2 separate regions of the Mus musculus genome follow, and region 2 is linked to region 1. Evidence: chromatin contacts called from public targeted proximity ligation data. All regions are on one chromosome and are shown on one strand. The core of a region is the stretch at or near the end of the contact, and the rest is flanking DNA. Distances in the headings are between cores, read along the strand shown.

Region 1 (6,547 bases), core at 251-2,750:
GCCTCTCTACCTCTCAAGTATAGTGATTACTGATAAGTACTGCAGAATGCAGCTTACCTCAGTAGAATATGCTGTTCCCAATAATCATGTACATTCCAAACTACTAAAAATGTCCTCATTCTGATGTTTATATAGAAGACCAAATAAAGTTATGAAGTCAGCTTGTGTGGAAATTTGGCAATCCAACACTGGGTCTAAATGATTCCCTAAATATGTGCTTCCTGTAGCAATAGAAATGAAGGGATTCTTTCAGAACATTGGAGTCGTCTCCTCTTCTGACCTGTCATTTTAACCTACAAACTCATCACAGTAGTTAGCCCTCCCTACAAGTCCTTCCACTGGAAGGTCTTAACTTAGCAACTATTTGGTCTAGCAAAGACCTGCCTGCAACAGACACAGTAGTCGCCCCTGAAAGTTTAGGCAACACTGTTTCTTGTGTCTTTCCCAAGACCCAGTTTCTCTTTGCCTTCAACTCTAAGGTCATCGTTAAGGATGTGTATAAAGGTCAGATAGGCGGGTCCCAGGTTCCTGTCCTTGGGGGTCAGCTTCCTGGAGATGCTTTTGCTTTCATTACAGTATCTGTTTAGGTTTACTCAGGAAATAAAAATATAGCCAATATACCAACAGCATACTCATGCATTCCACGTAAAGGAAGACTGAATTTCAGGAATGGGTGCATATCAAACCAGTACAGAGAAGACGAAGGAGACATACAAAGGAGGGAGGGAGAAGACAGGTGCTGGGGTGTAGCTTGGTGCTAGTTGGGAGATCGGGGGTTTGGTTCCCATCGCATCATATCTCAAAAAAAGTGGGGTCAGGGGGATGGCTCAGTGATTGAGAGCACTTGCTACTCTTATGGTTGGGCTATCAGCACCCACATAAAAGCTCACAACAGCCTGTAACACCATTTGCAGGGAATCTGATGTCCACTTCTAACTTCTGCAAGCATTCGGCATGTATGTGATACACAGACAGACATTTCACCCAACACACAAATCAATAAAAAATAATATTAAATCTTTATTAAAAGATTAAAGCATAAGATATTTTAGGGGCTGTGCTCTTTGTCCAGATTTCATAACTATGAAAGAACCTTCCTTTGCCCATAGTGGTTTTCATGAGATGTGACCCTAAAGTCAGTAAGTGGAGACCAGCTAACTATTGGAGTCTTCCTGTCTTCTGTCTCAGTGCATTGCTCCAGGAACTTCACGAATGTTAGGGCTGCCCCAATGGGCCCTACAACCCGGCCAGTGGGCCTATAGAGCATCCCGAACCCCTGTGTAAGAAGAGGGATTTGGGACCTTAAACTTCCAGCATCAGGCAGGGGACTCCACCCTGCTGCTGAAGAGGGGAAAGAAGTGGGAGGAGGTGGGAGACAAGGAGGAGAGAGAAAGGGAGGGCCCTGCCTCGCCCCCGCCCTGCAACCCATTCCCATTGGCTAAAGGTTTCCTGGCTCCATCCTACTGCCCGCCTTCGGGCGCCGCTTAAAGTGTGCGGAGCAGGTGCCTGCTGAGGCGGAGGAACTTTGCAAGAGTTAGTGCAGTTCGCTGTACCCATTCATTGCCCGCAGTGGTCGGGAAGGGGATCCAGGGACTGCGGCGGCCACTCCCGGGGCATTGGGGCCAGAGGAGGGCCGGAAAGCGCTGCTGACCCTCGTGGGCTGGGGAGGTGACGGCGTCCATGCAGCTGTGTGCCAGGGCATGGGGGCTGCGCCTGGGCCGCGGAGCCGGGGGCGGCCACCGCCTGGCTCGGGGCACCGGCTTGAGTTGGGCGCAGCGAAGCCGGGACAGCAGCGGCGGCGGTGGCGGTGGCGGTGGCGGGGACCGCGGCGCGGCTGGGGCCTCGCGCCTTCTGGAGCGCCTCCTGCCCAGACACGATGACTTCTCCCGGAGACACATCGGCCCCGGAGACAAAGACCGGAGGGAGATGCTGCAGGCGCTGGGGCTGGCGGTAAGGCCCTCCACCCTCCACCCTGCCGGAGCTCTGCCCGCTGGGCCTCCCGGCTCCCACCTTGCCTTCCTCCTCCGTCCCGGGCCCCAGCTTGAAAGCGAGCTCGCTCTTAATCGTGGTGCCTTCTCCTCTCTTAACTTTTACTCTGTTCTCGCTCTTCTAAAGTGCATTTAAAAAATATCCCCAACTCCAGACGAACCCTAACTTTGCAGGAAAAGAAGACTCCCTACTTAGAGTACATTAATCCGGTCAGCTCCAGTTGCAGCTCCCGAACCCGGAGTAGCGGATTTACCATCCGGCTCCATCATTTTTTTTTTTTTTCCTCCAAAAGATTTCTGCTTCCTGATGTTTCACTTTAAAAAGAACTCTTAATTAGACGATTTAAATGAAGTTCCTACCAGCCTTTGAAGATAAACTGAAGTGGCTCTCTTAACTCAGGCTCTTTGCTCTGACTGTCCTGTTCACCAGCTTGCGTTTTTAAATTTTAGAGCATTGATGAGCTCATCGAGAAGACGGTCCCCGCCAGCATCCGCTTGAAGAGACCCTTGAAAATGGAAGACCCTATTTGTAAGTGGCCGGGAGGACTCTCAGGGGTTCCGCTGCTCTGCCTTCTATAATCTCTGTCCGGCTTTGGGGTTGGATTGCTCAGTACTTGACAGGCCCTAAACCGCTGGGATTTTTCTTCCCTGAGGAAAACCTATGTAAGCCCCTTTCATGGTCTTTATCCCTGAGTTGCTGGCGAGGCACCTACAAGCTTTCCCAAAGAAGGCTTTGCAAAAGACACGTGTTGGATTAGAAGTCTCCACCTCATGCACGCCCACCGGAAGGGCTTTTTGTTCCTTTGAGCTGAGAAGGTAGTTATCTCAGTAGATCAGGTGAGACTTCCGAAAGGACAAAGGAAATCACCTGAGGTCCTGCAGCTAGAGAAGAGACTTATTTGGAAGGGGACTTAGACTTCTCAAAGTCACGAGAATTTCAAATTGTTCTGTCTCACATCGGTTTCCCCTCTCACCCTCACCCATCTAAAGGCAGCAGTGCTTTGCAAGCCTGAATATGTGGGGTTTTTGTTTGTTTGTTTGTTTGTTTTGTTTTTTCTGAAAAGCACACAAACTCGATTTGTGCTTGGTTAAGAAATCTCAGGCTAGTTATAGGCTTCCCTTTTTAATGATTATTTTGTTTTTAAAAGATTTTCTTGCATTTATATTTGTGCACCACGCGGGCTGTTGGGTCATCTAGAACTGGAGTTCCCCACAGTTAGGGAACTCCAAACCTGGGTCCTCTGCAAGAGCAACACGTGCTCTTAGCTATTGAGCCATCTCTTCAGCCCCTCTTGGTAAAAGTGGTTTTAATGGTCCTAATGCTGTCTTTGGGTGGTTTTTTTGTTTGTTTGTTGTTGTTTTTTTATGTGGCATTGACTTCTAGGAGTCAGGGAAGAATCTAGATGTTAAGGGATGGTCAGAGCTGAAGAACTCTTAGAAAATTAAAAAAAATACCAAGCTCCCTCATCTGATAACCCCAGATCATAGAGATATTTCTCTAGGGCAATTGTTTCGTTTGCTTGCTTGCTTGCTGTTGCTTGTCTGGTTTGGTTTCTGTGAGAAGAAATTCTACATGCAAAGCTGGTTTTGTTTTAAAAGACATCCTGAGCCTATTCCGGCTGCAGCTGGGGATGCTGTACCTCAGGTTCTATGAGGGCTGCTGCCCTCCTTGCTGTCAGATGCTGATGGCCAGGGGCTTGCTCACAAAGCAAACCACCTGAGACTTGGAAAGATGGCCATAAGGAATACCTATCTCAATTTCAGGACACCAACATTCTGAGCCATCAAATGTGAGAAAAACAGAAGTTGGCTTACTTGTTTTTTGAAATAAGGACTTTCATGCAGCTTAGGCAAGCCTCAAACTTGTGATTCTCTGGCCCTTATTCATTGAGTAAAGTTATATTATGTGTACATCACAATGTGGAAAAACTGTACTTATTTTTGAGAACAGTTTTTTTTCCTGTGTGTGATCCTTCCTTCCTTCCTTCCTTCCTTCCTTCCTTCCTTCCTTCCTTCCTCTCCTTATTTTTAAGATCGGGTCTCAAAGCCAGGCGTGGTGGCGCACGCCTTTAATCCTAGCACTTGGGAGGCAGAGGCAGGCGGATTTCTGAGTTCGAGGCCAGCCTGGTCTACAAAATGAGTTCCAGGACAGCCAAGGCTACACACAGAAACCCTGTCTCAAAAAAAAAAAAAAAAAAAAGGATAGGGTCTCACTATGTGGCCCTGGCTGGCCTGTCTTTGAAGACCAGCTGGGATTAAAGGAGTGCACATCTGGTCCTAGTTGTGTATTTGTCAAGGAAGCCATTGGCAAGTATTTGTGCCAATAATTGCCTTCCTGAGACTTTTAAGAGCAGAATGTCTAGATTAGCTCCTTGTATAACATGCTCTAAGTAAGATGTTCTTTTAGGAGTATTAAGGCCTGGTGAACTGATCAGTGTTCATCCTCTCTGTCTCTTTCTGTCTCTGTCTCTCTCTGTCTCTGTCTCTCTCTCTCTCTCCCTCCCTCTCTCTTAATGGGATCTTCTTGTCCCTGTAACTGGCATGGAACCACGTAGACCAGGCTTCCCCCAAAAGCAGAGATCCACCTGCCTCTGTCTCCCTCCGAAGTGTTGGGATTAAAATGACTTGTCTTGTTGTTGTTCAGTTCAGATTTTTCTAGTAAGAGATTTATTAGCCTGTGTCTCTTGGAACAGGTCCCCTAGAGTTTGAATTCCCTTAGAGAAAATATTCTACAGTCAAAATTCTCCCTACCCCACCCCTTCCTGAAAAGCTCGCTCACTGGGCTAAGGAGCAAGGGAGAAGAGAGAGTTAGGGATGCTGCATTTACAAGACGTGGATGTTTTACACTGCTGCGTCATGGCGGATGAATGGTCTCTGTGAGGGAAGCAGGCTGGTTCCTTGTTTCCTCCAGCAGGAGCGTTTAGCAGTGGAGTAGCCTGACTCACACTTACCTTCCTGTGGGTACCAACCCTCTTCTATAGCGGAGATGCATTTGCTGTAGTGGCTGTAAGAACCGGGCTGTTGTCTTTACCACCCTCATTGTAAGCAATGAGTAGATACTTGGCTTAGCACTTATGCTAACTAGATAATGTTAAACATTTGTGGAGCGCCTCCTGTGGGCACTTTTGAAAAGTGCTTTTTGTGTATTATTTATTTAGTCCTCATTACAGTCTGTGAACGGAGTCCCTCTCTCTCCCCCCTCTGCCGTTTGTTTTAGAGATAAGGGTCTCAATTGTGTTGCCCAGGCTGGTCATGTTCATGGACTCCAATGCTTCTCTAATCTTCCCTTCCCAGATACCTGGGACTCTAGGCCCACATGACCATTGCACAGCTATTAACCCCTTTAAAAGAAAGAAACCGTGGTATACAGAGGCTCTTTAACTTGCCAGGGTCTTAGCCCGTGACCTTTGGATGGGAGCAGAATGCAAACTCAGGCCATCTGACTCCATTGCCAACCCCCACTCCCCACCCCCCAATGATGACATTGCTGTTTTCATGGTGTCCCAGGCAAAGCAGAGAACTCCTGTCCTGGCTCTTCTAAGGTGCACAAGCCAGTCATCCTTTTGTCTTGTGCAAACTGCCCCTTTGGGAATGAGACACCACAGTGAGGCTAAGTGTGGAGTTCTCAGGCCCACCACCAGGTTGAAGGAAGTTGTTATGGAGGCCCAGTGCTTGCTTGGGTGAGAAACAACCCCTTCCTGACAAACCTGGAGGATGCTGATGCAGGCAGGGACCAGCAAGTAAAGGACGGAGCCTAAGGGTTCCATCAGTCTGGAAAGAGTCTTCCTCTCCAACCCTTCAGAAAGTGAAAAATAATATTATTTATTTATTTATTTATTTATTCACATTCCTAATGCTGCCCCCCCCCCATCGCCCCAGAAAAATACTTTTATCGGTCTCTCAGTAAGTTATTACTCAAGAGAAACAAGCAATACCTCTCAGCTCAAAATCCCTTCAGCTTAATTCCACTCAGATGAATTTTTCTCTTCAGCCACAACCTTGCACCAAAATAATAAATTCCGATTTATTATTAATATAGATAATAAATCAGGTAAGAACTGTATTTTAGTGGGATCATTGGTTTCTCTGAATGCTCCATGCTGTCTCAATTATTTTCTTTCTTCTATTAATGTTGTAGTTAATTTAAAAGTACTTCAGAAACCAAACTGGTGTGTTTTTAGTTGTGCTGCTCTTTTTTTTTTGCTGTATAAAGTCATCTCAGAGGAGCCAGATTAAACTAGCCCAAACTAGCCAACCAAATGCCACAGAGATTAAAGTTTACACAAACCCACACACTGCTTTTCCTGGGCTTTGGGAGACAGAGGAGAGCCAACCCCCCAAAGCTCAAACTATTCAACTGGAGTTGAGGCGCTGAGCTGTCAGAATCGGTTCCGATGAGGCTCGTGGGAACTGAATGTTCTAAGGTGTGTCATCAGAATGCATTTTTAAATAAATGTTTAATAGAGGGCAGCGATCAAGGGGAGGGGCATTGTGCAATGCAGATGCCAGTGATAACTTTATCACCCAGAGGGGGATGTAGTCTCTAGCTGATCGGTGCA
Region 2 (6,320 bases), core at 1,192-3,691, 2.6 Mb before region 1:
CAAAGAATACCTTACCACCAATTATAAAATTACATAATTTTAACTAAATACTGTTCAATGCTACAAGTCACATAACAAAATTTTGGGTTGTACCAAAAGGCCCAATCATTTAAAGGCTCAGTCACTTCAGACCTGCAACTTGTGTTTTCGCACACCTTGCACACTGGCCTCCCCAAAGCTCTCAATTTCTGTCAACACTTCCCACTCTGCAAAAGAGGAGGGCTCTCTTTCCTACCCCTGATCATAACCAGCACCATACCTGAAACTGCAAAGATAAATGCTTTAAACCACGAACTTTTGAAGTACAAAGGCCTAACTTTTAGACAATCAGAACTATACAACGTTAAAATTCTTGGGTTTCTGTCTTATTCAACAAGCTGACTCAGTAAATTACTGCATGCAGAGAGCTAGCATACCTACAATCTGGAGCCAGTGATCCATTCCTGCCAGTTTGTCTGGATATTAGCGGGCTAAATTATACTTGACGTTCTGCACAAATCAGGCTAAAACCCACTGATAAGCCAACGAGTCAGAGCACCTGAAACAAAAAATATGAGCAGCGAATTCACGCTACTACTTAAATTTCATGTGAGAACTGAGTTTAACCTCTGCAGTCATTTGCCACACACAGCAAGCATCCCTGGACTCACAGACATCATCATCTGGGATCAAAAACTATTCGATCTCCATTCTATCAAGTGTGGCGAGGTCAAATGAATGGAACATACCACTGAAATGCAAATTTCATATCCTATCCCACATCTCATCAGGAAAGAAAGTCTAATTTAACAAAGTTCTATTAAAAGCTCCAATGATATATATTCTGGCACTATTGATTTTAAACTACAAAACTTCCAAATGCAGGCTCCAAATTTGTAATTACGTCGGTTTAAACACACAAAACTACTTCTACCCTCAAATGTGCACCGTCCATGCTGACGATGACTATGCTTATAAAGTTATGCAAATCAGTCCACAAGTCACATTTCAGAAAAATCTTCCAATGCAACCCAGGAAACTAAAAACAATCACTGCAAGATTCTGAGGCAACATGCCTACGTGCAGCACGGACTTTCATTTTAATCTCATCTACACCCTAGATCTAGGGCCCAAGTCACGATCTAATCGAAATATGCACAACCCAAAGCGTCTATTTTTTTTTTTTTTTTTAGTTCATTTAGAAGGCTGGATTGACGAGCTCGCTAATCCAGTGTACAGTACTCTGTATTACCGGACAATAGATTTTAAGAAGAGACCACAGAGCTCGACAAGAAAACAATCCGTGCCTTGACACTTGCAAGGAGGCATGAGTTCCGTCTAGCCGAACACTCCCTAGGTTGAATACACTGGAAGAGACACAATATGCACGATCTAGAAATGCGCCCAGAATTAAACGTTATAGTCACCCCAACTACAGAAATTTTTCGCATCCGTCTACTCCCACGTTATCAGAGTGACAGAAAAGCAAAGAGGAACAGCCGCAGAAATGGATACAGGTCAAGTCTAAGTCGAATCCATCCTCTTGATATCTCCTTTTGTTTCTGCTAACGATCTCTTTGATGATGGCTGTCATGTCTGGGAGCCTGTGGCTGAAGAAAAAGGAGGAGAGAGATGGCAGAAGCTGCTGGTGGCGAGGCTTCTTCTGCAGGATGGAAATGGCTCTGGACTTGGCGGTCGCTGATGCCCCTCGCTCTGCTGCCGCTTGGCCCTGGACCGCAGCCGGGTAATGGCTGCTGCGGCGGCTGCTGGATGGTTGCAGAGACTGGGCCTGCTTCTCCTCAGCAGCCAGAGGCCTGGCAGCCGAGGCAGCGGAATGGGGAGAAGACGGATAATCCTCGCAGCGGCTGCCTCCTCCGGCGGCCTCCGGAGCCCGGGCCAGGGGGGGTGCGGCGGCGGCGGACGGGAGGCTTAACACCGGCCCGGGTCCCTGGACGTGCCGCCGCCGCCGCCGCCGTGTTGGAGGCAGGAGAAGGGGAGAGAGCAACTCTCCGGCGTTCCCAGCCCTGGCAATGGTGACAGGCGACTCCGACCCCCTCCCCGGAGCCGCGGCCGCCGCCGCCGCTTCTCCCCCCCGCTCCAGGAGCGGGAGGTGCAGCCGCCGAGCCTGCGCCGGCTCCCGCTCGAGCCCACGGCTTCTTCCACCGTCTCTCTCCGAAGCTGCTCAGAAGCTGCCCGGTTAGAACAGACGACGAGGAGGCGAGGCCCGCCGCCGCTGCCGCCGCCGCCGCCCGGCCGGCTCCCCGAGGGCGCTGCCCCCGCGGCTGCTCACAGGCGCTGAGAGGGGCTCTGGGCCGTGGCCGCCGCCGTCTCTCATCTCCCTCGCCTGCGCCGGGCCTGGCCTCACAGCGGCTCAACTCTCAAACTTCCATCATGGCTGCAGCTTCCGAGAGGAGAGAGCTGAGCGCAGCCGCGTCCCGACGCCCAAGCGCGTATCCTGCCGCAGTGCACAAAGAGTCCCGCCACATCACCGTGCGCCGGCCAGCCCGCCCCCTCCGCCGCCCCGCCGGGAGAGCAGGGCGCCTCGGAAAGCCGGAGGGGAGGCGGGAGGCGGGCGGGAGGCGGGCGCTGAGCCGGGGACGGGGCGGGGCGGGGCGGGGCGTCGGAAGGGACAGGGGCGGGGAACGCCGCGGAGCATGCCCAGTGTGTCCGCGGCTCGCTCCCGGAGCTACGCCGGCTTTGGCCTCAGCGCAGAGAGACCCGGCAAAGGTACAACAGGCTGGGGCCGAGTGAGGGTGCGCTGAGCACAATCGCTGACCGCTCACAGGTGGATCGCACTAGCTGACCGCCTTGGTCGGTGCTCCGGGAGCCTCAGGGGCAGGATTATCCTTCCTGCGTCTGTCCCTGCGTTTCTTCGGAACGGCTTTCATTCCCTGCCCTGCGCTGTGGTCAGATTGCAGTGCTTCGCTAGGATTTGTCGGCGACAGTCTTTACCTAGATAACACACCTCTCCCCCTCACGGTGTCCTCAAGGTGTCAGTCTTTGCACAAAGAACAACCCCTATTGTGTCTCCCGCGTGGGTCACCTCATCGGGCTCCGGTTCCCTGCCCCGCCTCTTGCTTCCCAGGCAGCTGGGTTCATTTGCCCGAAAGATGAACGCTCCCAGCCAAGCATGATGATTGTGCATACGGGGCGTGTACATTCACATCTCCCCTGAGTTTCCAGGGCCCAAAGGACACCCCTGGTTGGACAAAGTGGGTCTCCGTGAATAGAGTGCACCTCACACACACCCCTCCACCGCCCGGTGATGAGACCCGCAGCTCCCCGCAGCGGTGGGTCTACCGGATCACAGCCAAGCTCAGTCTTCAAAGAGCTAAGCCCCCACCCCCAATCCCCACTTCGTGGCCGCTATGAAAACCCGGCAGAATTGGATCGCGATGGCCAGGTTCTGACCCTGTCGGACCTTGCATGTTCGAGGACCCGGTTACTGAGCCCGGGTGTGGAGTATGGGACGTTCGGAAGCTGCAGCCAGCGAGTGGGCGGGGCGAGCAGGCCTGGGAGGGCTCAAAGGCGAGGTGGAAGGATACATGAGCCGCGGTCGGAACTACTTTCAGGAGGAGGTCACGTGTGGTCCTAGTTGGGGAACTTTCCAAATTCCCATTCCCCTATCTGTGTGCTCCTGGGGCAGGAGCTTGGTCCCCTCTGCTCTATTAGGTGATCGCCCCCGCCTCCTTCTCCCGTGTGGTCTGCTGGACCCCTCTCTTGCCGGATCGGAGCAGAGAATAGCATCCACGAGCCGTCCGCAGGAGCGCTGTCGGGGCCGAGCGCCTGGGGAGCTGGTTACACAAGCAGCCACATCCAAGCACGTGCCCCCGCCACCCCTCTCTGCTGGCCGCCGCCGGTTTGTGCACGCTGACGCGGAGAGTCCCCAAGCTGTTCCTCCCTTTCGCTTGTAACCCATAGAGCTAGCCAGAAGGCCGGGACACGAGACTCCTGTTCTGGATCTGCCCACACCGCGCGTTCCCAACCGTGGGAGAAGAGGCCGGGCCCTAGGGGGAGGCGCGGGGCGGGGGTGGGGGGGATTGACGCATCTCCTTCGCTTAATGAGGTGAACCCTTTCTAGATCTGTACTCGCGGGGCAAAAGGGTATCTCCTGTTGCTGCTGGCTGGTTAGGCTTACCGATGTTGCAACAAACTTCCAGTCACTGCCCCTGAACTGGTGAGCGCGCCCCACCTACCGTAGACTCAGCCAAGTGACTTATCTGAGCACCTAGTCAATGGCTGTCAGCCCAGAACAAACCTGTCAAGTAAAAGCTTACTGCCGGGATTGGCTGACCTGTCGCGGTTGAGAGAGCTGGTTCAGAAATGCTGATAACTAGCGTACAGCCCCTCCTCCCCCACCAACCAGCCACAAAGCAAGCGATCACCTTGAGCTTGGAGGGAAAAAAAAAATGACATCAACTCCAATGTAGGTAGAGTTTTCTTCCTTATTGTTCTTTTCCCAGGGGACTTAATTCTCAGGATGCCAATCTGAGCCCTAAAGTATCTCTGAGTTGAGACCTAAGCTGAAACACTGGATCATTTTAGAAATCCGGAGGATAGTAGTCAGTTATGGATTTGCAATAATTGCGAGTAGGTGTCTAGGAAAGGCTAGCTGGGGGTTTAGAGTACAGGAGAAGGAAAATTTCATAGGTCCACACAGCATAGTTGCAGGCAGCCTCTGAAGTCTAGAAACCTCAAGAGGCTCGGCTCAGAGAGCTATGGGCCATTACCGAACTGCAGGACTGCTAATTAAACCGGGGATATTTACAGTTCTATTAGAGCTCTCTGAAGCTACTCAAACATTGCATTTAGATACATCCTTTAAAGATCTCTCCGCCAGAGATAGCAGCCCAAGCTAAGCCAGCGTTGATGTTTATTACAGGCTGTTTTGGGGCAAGGTTCTGGTCAGTAGAGGGAGGGCAGGGATGACCAATGAGAGCAATCTGAGAACAATAGCCGAGAGGCCTCTATTTGGTTTCTAACGATGTAAATAAATTCGGTTCACACAGCCTAATCTAAGATGGAGATCTAGTTTACACAGAATCCCCAATGTCAAAGTGTTAGCTGAGATGCACAGCAAAAACCTAAGTGGTGCTCAGCAGAGTGTCTACTACTGCTGTGGGGAAAAATAAGGATGAAGTTACATCAAGAGAAGTGGGTTGAAAAGGGGAAATGGCCCACATTCGTTCCTGTCCCCAGAGTCCCTGTTACTAGCATCACCCTCTTTTGCCTCTTCCCTGGAGGCATCTTGCGTGACATTACTCGGAGCGTCTAAGAAGCTCGGAAATCTTCCTCTAAAGAAAAAGAAAGACATTCATCCCTAAGCTTCCTGATGCCTGGCTGGAGGAAAAAAAAGGACCCGTTTCTGTTTCCAGAGCATCACTCCATAGAGCACAAGGAGGCGCATCCCAGCGCTGACCCCAGCCCACAAGCACCACCAAGTGAGGCAAGAAAGCCGAAAGCCAGCTAGCTGCTTCGCTCGGCTGCTCTGCAGGGCTGAAGGAACAGACACGCGGTGTTGGCAGGTGTGTGGGCCCCTCTGACATCAGCTGGCCACGCTGACAGCATCAGGCCTTGTTGGGAGTTTCTAAATACACCCCTACTTCCTTTCGCAGCAAATATGTTTCTGTGCAGCCTTTTAAAATTTTTTGGAGTTTTTCACATCTTTATTCCACTCAAAGGATGTGAGTAGGGCAAAAGGGAAAAAGTCCATATAGCAATTTTATATATATATATATATATATATATATATATATATATATATATATATGAAAATGTATATATTTATATGCTTGGCTGTACAGATATTACAATACACTGGTTTCCAAGTGCTTCATTTCCTCACCTGTCTGGATTTAAAACACTCAAGGGAGAAACAGAAGCTTATAACGAAGGGAGAATTATGTAAAGCTCTAGGGAGACTGACTATATAGAATAATTAGGGAGTATGATAAACCAGCTTTAATGATAGTTTCCAACAGCTGATTCCAGAACTCTATTGTTACTACATGCTAAAGATGTCCAAAGAAAATTCTTTCCCTTGATAAGTGGGACACCAAGAAGGGGATGTAGGTAATATAAATAGTTGATGTGTTGTTGTAGGCTCTGTGCAAAAGCATCTCGTGTGTGAGCACGCTGCTGCTGTAGTGCCTTTCTCCTTCCCCACATCTCTGACCCCTCAACAAGAGAGCTCAGTCTAGCGCTTTAATTTTTAAGCAAGCTTCTCTATTTTTATCAAAAAAAAGCATTTTCTAGATATATAATGGATTAGCTAGCACATTTGGCTTTGAATTTAAACTGCCCTGTTCTTCTACAGCTCTGAAAGCTTTCTTCTTATTTAT

What was found.
Region 2: a contact with region 1 is called in a targeted proximity ligation map of astrocytes, with 3 times the contacts expected there.

Annotation. Positions count from the first base shown.
Region 1 is chr19:30,170,394-30,176,940 of GRCm38.p6, reverse strand. It overlaps Gldc (glycine decarboxylase), which reads left to right and starts at 1,500. Exons shown (of 25, transcript NM_138595.2): 1 at 1,500-1,950; 2 at 2,439-2,517. The coding sequence starts at 1,681.
Region 2 is chr19:32,753,698-32,760,017 of GRCm38.p6, reverse strand. Pten (phosphatase and tensin homolog) reads right to left here and starts at 2,441. Exons shown (of 9, transcript NM_008960.2): 1 at 1,495-2,441. The coding sequence starts at 1,573. It also overlaps the pseudogene Gm36566.